3 separate regions of the Rattus norvegicus genome follow, and regions 1 and 3 are each linked to region 2. The links are chromatin contacts, called in public Hi-C maps. All regions are on one chromosome and are shown on one strand. The core of a region is the stretch at or near the end of the contact, and the rest is flanking DNA. Distances in the headings are between cores, read along the strand shown.

Region 1 (2,700 bases), core at 86-2,585, 93 kb before region 2:
CAGGAGGTCCAGGCTAGCCTGGGCTACTGAGTAAATTCCAGGCCAGCCAGGGTTGCAGTGTGAGACTCAGTCTCACAAATAAACCACAATCCCTGGCTAAATTAGCCCAGTGGTGCAGCACTAATAAAACTCGGCAGTTCTGCCTAGGAAACCATTAGAACTACTCATGTCAAAAGCCGCATGCCAGTCAGCCCAGCTGCCAGGGTCCCCTGGGAGCCACCAGGCTCGCATGGCCCAAATGAGTCGCTGCCTGCCCTGGACCCACCTATTTGTTCAATGAGGTTTCTCCAGGAGTCGGCGGGAATGGGATGGATCATCTGCAGGGCCTCGGTGAGCGTGGTGGGGCTGTCGGTGAGGGCCGGGCACTCCTCGGGTGTGGTTCCATTTCCAGGGGTGGAGGATGACTCGCTGCAAGAGAGGGAGGAGAGCGAGGGCTGTTTATTTTTAAGCAACGACACACCTTGGCTAGATCGCAAGAGGCGACTGTCGGTCCGTACAAGCGGCTGCTGGCCGGGGTTGGGGGGGGGGGGTTGAAGGTACTGCCCTAAGCGCTTCCAAGCTAAGGGGGTCACAGTGGCCGCCACGTGTCCGGACCAGGCGAGCCCGACAAACCCTTTTTGTCACCATACCAAGGCGCGACGGGGTGATTCACTCCCACACCCGTCCGCCCAAACCTTCATGTTTTTCGAGCTCGCGGGCAGGCGTCGGAAAGTTGGCGTACCCTGGCCGCTCCACAGCGCGGGAGGCCGCCCCAACGGGTCCTGCTAGCCAGCTGCCACCCCACGCCCTTAGCCGTCGCGCGCCCCCTGGCCCCACTCGGGGCTCCGTCCTCCAGTCCCAGAGACGGAGAGCGCAGAGAGGGGCGAAGGGAGGGACGCGCACACTCTGGGCGTCCAGGGAGAGGGTGCAGGAGGCCAGCCACCCCGCGCTCGGACTGGGTGCTAGTGACCTGGACCAGGACGCACCGCTCTTCCGGGGGGAAGGTCCGTCGGGTTAGAGTTAGTGGGAGGCAGCAGGAGCCCCGGAGCAGAGGACCCGGATAGGCCGCAGGGGTCCGTGAACACCGCCTACGGTGCGAGTGGGAGGGAGCAAGTGGGGACGGTGCGCGGGGGCTGGGATGCAGCCCGTCCTCACCTGCCGGGCAGGTGTCCCGCCGCCGAGTCGCGCGTGTCGCTCTCCGAGGTGGAGCTGTCGTGGTCCACGGCGCAGGCAGCGCTGAAAGCGGCAGCCAGCAGCTCCATGGGGACCAGAGACAGGGTAGGCTCAGGAGCCGGTGGGGGGCCGCGCGGGGGACCCAGGGCCGGGCCGGGGGCAACGCGCGGGCTCGAAGCGAGGTCTCAGCGCGCGCGGCTCAAGCCCGAGCTGCAGCCGCCGCCGCCGCTGTAGAGCGCTCCCGCGGACGAGCGCGCGCCTGGAGGCTCCCGGGGTTGCCACGGCAACGGGGGAGGCGGGCGGGGCACGCGCGGCGGGGGCGAGGCCAGCGGCGGCGAGGTGGGGGCGCTGGGGCCGGGTGCACCCGGACCAGGGGGCGGTGACTCCCCACATGGACCGGAGCCCCGCAGCGCCTGCCTCCCCCGCGGCCGCTGGGTGCCAGGAGATGCGGGGACAGAGGGGACAGAGCTGCCTCCGCCTGTCTCCCTTTCTGTCAGTGGGTCGTTTGTAGGAGTTTCTGGAAGGTGCAGTCCAGGCGACCCTCTGTCCCATCCCTTACCCATCACAGGTCAATCTCCTAGATCGTGCCTTGGGAATGTATACCCTCTAATCCCAGTCTGAGAGGAAACATGTCCCCTACACTCCTGCTCTTGACTCCCAGGTAGACGGTGGGGGTCCCCCAATGCAGACTTCTCTCCTGAATGGGTCTTTCTGCTGGACCAAATCTTTCCTAGCGACCCCCCAAACGCTGCCAGAACAGAGTTAAGGAGAAGGATCCAAGTTCCCAGAAACTGCAGTAGGATTTCCCTACCCACAGCAGTTTGTTAGCTCGTGCAGCGCTCAGATGACAAGGATATGTGAGAGAAGTATCTCAAGTCAAGAGTAGCTGTGGCCAGTTCTGAAGGTACCTGGGAGTGAGGGTGGGGTACAGTGCTCCCCTGCCTGGCCCCCTCCACACACCACCTGTGGGCATTGGATATAAGGAACCAGTTCCTGGGGGTTTGAGGCAACTGCGTTTATTGGTTTTTATGGTGTATGAGTATTTTGCCTGCGTGTCTGTATGTGACCAATGTGTTTGCCTGGTACCCTCCAAAATCAGGAAAGGGTATTGGATCCTCTGGATCTGGAATTACAGAATTACTGGGATTACACGGTTGTGAGCCACCATGTGTGTGCTAGGAACCTCTGCTAGAGCAACATGTGCTCTCAACAACTGAGCGTTTCTCCAGCCTCCAGTGTTGCTCGTTCTTGGATGAGTAGATGGGAGGCAGGGCTGGCCGTTCGTGCGAGAGACACAGAGATGTATAAGGGAAGGAAGAGTCATTTCATTTGGAAGGGGCAGTGGTTGATTTAATTGCCGTTTGACACAGTCTAGCAAGAACAGCTACAGAAGAGTCTGAACGAGGGCTTGTCTACATCAGCCATGTCTGTGGGGAATTGTCTTGGCCGAGTTAATTGAGGTGGGAAAACCCAGTCTACCTTTGACTGTGCCATTCCCCACAAATGGCGTGAGACAGAAAAAGAAAACAAAACAAAAAACCTGAGCTA
Region 2 (2,700 bases), core at 31-2,530:
TCTGCCTTCTTACCTGATCGTTTTAATCATTCCAAAGCCACACATGTGTAGCCACATGTGCATACACATTTTATATACATGTGCACATATAGTCACATGCACATCTACCCAGATGCACACACAGACACGTGGCATGCACAGATGTGCACACAGAAGCACATACGTTGCATACATAGGTATGTATGCATACTCATGCACACAGGTACACAGATATACAGGCATACAAGCATTCACAAACCTGCACAATGAATCACACAGATACAGTTACATGTGCAGGTACTTGTACACATGCAGATATGTGTGCATACTTGCTCGATCATGAAGAGACCAGTTTCTCATGTCAGCTTATGTCATGAAAGGCCATGCCTTCTAAACAATCTTCTGCCTGGACACTCGTACCAGGTCCCTTCCTGGTAGAGACCTTCCTCTGCACTGGAAACATTGGGGTGTAGGGTCAAGAAGTCACCATGCAAAACATGGGAGAAGAGCCAATTGCAACATCTCCTGGGTGGTCACTTTGAAGCTACCCAGTCTGGTCCTGTAAGGAAAAGATACAGGATGGTCTTCTCAATGTGGTAATGCTGTTACAAACATTCTGCCTCCCCGTGTGTTAAGTCCGTCAACACAGCACCTGCCAACAGTGATTCTGAACGCTAAAGCCATAGCAGCAAGACAAGAAATGTTATCTCTTTAGAGAGGGACATGGCCTTGAGGCCTACTGTGTCCGTCTGATGATGTACCCTTTTGGCAGGTGGGTGAGAAGTATGGTGGTTTGAATAAGAATGGTCCCCATAGGCTCATAGATTTGCATGCTCCATCTCCAGTTGGCAAACTTCTTGGAAGGATTAGTAGGTGTGGCCTTGTTGGAGGAGGTGTCACTGGAGATGGGCATTGAGGTTTTAAAAAGCTCACAGCAGGCCCAGGCTCTCTCAGCATGCCTGCCTGCTTACCTGCTGGATCAGGATACAAAGTGCTCAGCTATTGCTCCAGCACCATTAGTGCCACCATACTTCCACAATGACGATAATGGGCTGAGCCTCTGAAACTGTAAGCCAGCCATCAATTAAATGCTTTTTAAAATATATATATGAGTTGCCTTGGCCACTGAGCTCTGTCCCTGCCCTTCCCTCATCTCCCTACCTCTGGAAGGGGAGCAAGCAGCTACTGTAGTCGGCCCCAATCCTAGACTCCTCAGCCCAGATGCCTGGACCCAAGAGTATGAGGGGCTGAGGTGCAGACTCCTTTCTCCTCACTGACAGCCTAAGAAGGCGGCCACACTCTCAGAGCCAAGCAGATCTGGGAGCATACTGCCTCCCCATCACATCTCACCCGCAATGAGTGAGGAGGTGGGGGGAGGATCCAGTATTCAAATGTGCTGCTGCTCAAAGAAGAGGTGAGAATGCTGACTGTACTTTTGGCAAGGTGCTGCTTCTCCAAAATGCCATTTTTTTTTTGTACTGCAGTAAATTCCAAATGTTCGGAGATTTAAAAGAACCAGGGGATGGGGGGAATACTCAACTGACCACATTTTTCTTCTGGTCTTTAACCTAGTAACTTCTCCCCTTCCTCCCAAACTAGAGCACATTTCAAAACTGAACTAGAATCCTGCTTCACTTTCTCTTTCTGCTTGACATATAGAACATGTCCTCCCGGCAGCTCTTCTGCAGAAAGTAAGAAGAAGCCAACAGACACAGGGAGATCACTTGACTCCTGCCCCCTTTTCGGCTAGATGCCTCAGCCGCCCCGCCTTCTTGTTATAAATAACCCTGGAGGAAGTATCTTTGAGGACATAGCTTGTTCTTTATTGGGGATTGTTCCTGTAAATCATCTCCTCCAAAAGGTATTCCTGAGTCAAGATAAACCTCCACAAGCTCTCGAAACGCATTCACAAAGAGAAACACAGCTCCTTGTCTAGAGCCACAGTGTCGTGTAATTGGCAGCTTACTAAACCTTCAAATACCCAAGTTTCTAGAAATGCTGCTTTCATCATTCATTCATTGTTGAAGTCATAAATCACAGTCCCTGTTCTCTTCCTTGTAGGGGATAGTCTAGGTGAAACATCCAAAGTGGACAAACATAGAAAGTTCCAGACACCTAGAGTCCTAAATATTCAGGTATTAATAACCCAGCCTGACTCTGTTCATCTGGCTGGGGTGGGAACGGTTGCCTGGGAGGCTGGGTAACCTGAGAAGTCACACTAGTCCTAGCCTAGCCTGAGTCAGGTCCCTTTAGCCCCTCCCAACTTACCCTAGACCAGAAACCCAAGGATCCCAAACACCAGCCATTGCCTCAACCAGAAGGTTGTGGGTGGGGCAGTCAGGCCTATGCCCAAGCTCGGGGTCAGATGCCACCTGTCCCAGGTTCCTCCCTTACAAGAAACACTTCCCTTTCTTCTAGATCTTCCGGGGACGTTCTGAATGTGGTCTTAACTGTATTCTCATATACTGGCATCTCAGGCCTTCTACTCCTTGCATCCTGTCAGACACATATTGCACTTACATGTTTTGCACTGTACTGAGGGAAGAGTCTACTGAGAAATGTCATGCGGCAGCGTTCAGGCCCTTGATGGTCCAGGATCTGATTCTCCTAACAACCTGCTGCCGGTAGCCAGGAAGAGACTAAGACAGAAGAGGATGAAGCCTCTTGCTCGTGACCTCAAAGGCTGATGAGAGGCTAGGTCAGGTTCCTGAGTCTGCCTTT
Region 3 (2,700 bases), core at 112-2,611, 120 kb after region 2:
CAGACCGGAGTAGAAGTCTCAGAGGATCTAGACAGGTTCAAGAGGGCCACAGACAAGGGCTAGCTTTTGCCATCTGTCAAGGTCTCAATATTTCTGGATGTGTAGTGACTTCTAGTCTCTCTAGAAAGTGAAAGGCAGTCTGGTGAGTTACTTGCCACCAAGACTGACCATCTGAGTTCGGTGTCTGGAACTGATGTAGTAGAAGAAATGACTTGTCCCCTGTGAGTTGTCCTCTGACCTCCACATGTGTGTATGACTTTCTCCTTTTTATTCAATCTAGGGCTCCAGCCTATGGAATGGTGCTGCTCACAGTGGGCAAGTCTTCCCACCTAATTATCTAATCAAGATAATCCCCCAAAGAGTATCTTTTGGGTCGTCCTAGATCTCATCAAGTTGATGACTGAGTCAGTTGTCACAGACAGAGCCCTCCAGAAAGAAAGCTTTAAGCCCCTGAGAAGAATAGTGTGACTGTTGGCCCCTGAGCCCAGGGTTTGTTTTGTAATGCATGGCAGCTTTGCTGTCACGGCAGCACCTCACACATAAGTAGTAGCCTCCTCTGTTCCTCTTTCTACCAAATCTCCAGAGATAGCCTCCTTGCTCATGGATGCTCTTGTTAAAACAGAATTAAAGTTGCCTCTGAGGACTGCCCCTCTACCCCCTCTCTCTCTCTTTGAGGCAGGATCTATCTATGATATCTATCTATATCATATATATATATATATATATATATATATATATATATATATATATATATATATATATATATATATGTCTGTTTTGGAACTATGTAGACCAGGCTAGTGTCCCAGGTTTGCCTGTCCCTGCCTCACACAGGCTGGGATTAAAGGTGTGAGCCACCACCTCCAGCCTTATCGTCTCTCCCTAATGCGCTGATTTTAAAAAGTCATCACTTGCGGTGATGCATGGAGGAAAGATATGCTGAGGATGAGGAGGCAAGAGGACCATGGGGCCATCCTGGACTATACCTTTAGCCCAGCATGGTGTTGCATGCCTTCAAGCCCAGCATTCAGCAGACAGAGAGGCAGGTGGATCTGCCAGTTCTGTATCAGCCAGGGATACATAGTGAGTCCCTGTGTTTAAAAAAGAAAAAAAAAAAAAAACAAGGCAAAATTCATGTAAAATTATCCCCTGGAAAATGAGTGATCTGGTGGCATTTCTATGCTGCATGTTACATCATCATGACTGCGTTTAGTTCCAGAACATTTTTATCACCCCTAAATGAAACCCAGAGGCATGAAGCATCTACTCCCCATGTCCTGACGTCTGAACATGTTTCCTCTCCTCTCTCCTCTCCTCTTCCCTGTGGTCCCAGACCTGGCGATCTGGGAAAGGTGGAAGCCCTGCCGCAGGAGGACCTGCCGCTGACGAAGCCCGAGATGTTTGAGAACCCACTGTATGGGTCCGTGAGTCCCTTCCCTAAGCTGGTGCCCAGGAAAGAGCAGGAGTCTCCCAAGATGATGCGCAAGGAGCCCCCGCCCTGCCCAGACCCAGGAGTCTCTTCACCCAGCATCATGCTCCCCAAAGCCCAAGAGGTGGAGAATGTCAAGGGGACGAGCAAACAGGCCCCTGTGCCTGTCTTTGGCCCCACACCCCGGATCCGTTCCTTTACCTGTTCCTCCTCTGCTGAGGGCAGGATGCCCAGTGGGGACAAGAGCCAAGGGAAGCCCAAGGCCCCAGCCAGTTCCCAAGCCCCAGTGCCAGTCAAGAGGCCCGTCAAGCCTTCCAGGTCAGAAATGAGCCAGCAGACAACGCCCATCCCAGCTCCACGGCCACCCCTGCCAGTCAAGAGTCCTGCAGTCTTGCAGCTGCAGCATTCCAAAGGCAGAGACTACCGTGACAACACAGAACTCCCCCACCATGGCAAGCACCGCCAGGAGGAGAGTCTGCTTGGCAGAACTGCCATGCAGGTATGTTGAGCTGCATGTATGTGTGTATGTGTGCATGCATTCGTGTAGTGTGTGTGTGTGTGTGTGTGTGTGTGTGTGTGTGTGTGTGTGTGTGTGTGTGTCCTGGGAAGTACTCTGTGAAGAAGTTTGAACCTGGCCTCCGTCCATCCGTGTTCCTGACTGGCACCTACAGCGATTCTTGAGAGAGACAGAGAGGGGCTGTTGATAAACTCCTACCCCTGTAGAGTAAGGGACTTCAAGTCATTTATATTTTAGTCCTCTCATCCTTAATTAGGCTAGGCACTTAAAACATTCCTGGTATTTTAGAAACTTCGGAGAGAATATCCCCTTCCTATAGAATAGATTTATTCTAGAGCAGAGCTAACAATGATTTAAGAAAACACACACAGTTGAGACTGGACATGATAGTACACTGCTATAATCCCAACACTCTGGACATCTAGGGCACGAGGACTGGGGGGTTCAAGGTCAGCCTGGGCTAAATGGTGAGACAAGCAAGTGCAGCAGTGGAAGCTAAGGTTGTAGCTCAGTGGGAGAGTGTACAGGAAGCCTCCATGAAGCCCTCAGATGAATCTCCAGTATCACCAGGAACAGACTCTAGACCTAGACCTCTGGCCATTCCATTGGTGCATTTATTGCAGTGCTGAGGGTCAAACTCGGGGCCCTACACTAGGCAAATGCTGTCGCAGTCCTGTGTTGGATCTAAATCCCAAGTCTCCCCTGAATAGCTCTATGCCTTTGTAAACTGTCAAAAGAAACTGTTAGTGCTATC

The links. A called contact is a pair of places that touch in the nucleus more often than the background predicts.
Region 1: a contact with region 2 is called in a Hi-C map of prefrontal cortex, with 5 times the contacts expected there. The contact joins the promoter of Ngef here to the enhancer-like site in region 2. A contact is called at or near these places in 2 of 12 Hi-C or Micro-C datasets (frontal cortex and prefrontal cortex).
Region 3: a Hi-C map of frontal cortex shows a contact between it and region 2, with 1.9 times the contacts expected there. The contact joins two enhancer-like sites. A contact is called at or near these places in 3 of 12 Hi-C or Micro-C datasets (the A7r5 cell line, frontal cortex and prefrontal cortex).

The regions. Positions count from the first base shown.
Region 1 is chr9:95,626,912-95,629,611 of GRCr8, forward strand. It overlaps Ngef (neuronal guanine nucleotide exchange factor), which reads right to left and starts at 1,336. Exons shown (of 13, transcript NM_001136241.1): 1 at 1,135-1,336; 2 at 266-408. The coding sequence starts at 1,241.
Region 2 is chr9:95,719,636-95,722,335 of GRCr8, forward strand. No RefSeq gene overlaps it. Among named protein-coding and RNA genes, the nearest start is that of Neu2, 9.0 kb to the left of the region's middle. Within about 2 kb of position 1,281, at least 11 of the 93 cell types and tissues checked have an H3K27ac peak or open chromatin away from gene starts, as enhancers often do. A contact at or near this core is called in prefrontal cortex, where this site is marked.
Region 3 is chr9:95,836,255-95,838,954 of GRCr8, forward strand. It overlaps Inpp5d (inositol polyphosphate-5-phosphatase D), which reads left to right. Exons shown (of 27, transcript NM_019311.2): 26 at 1,334-1,928. Among named protein-coding and RNA genes, the nearest start is that of Atg16l1, 32 kb to the right of the region's middle. Within about 2 kb of position 1,362, at least 8 of the 93 cell types and tissues checked have an H3K27ac peak or open chromatin away from gene starts, as enhancers often do.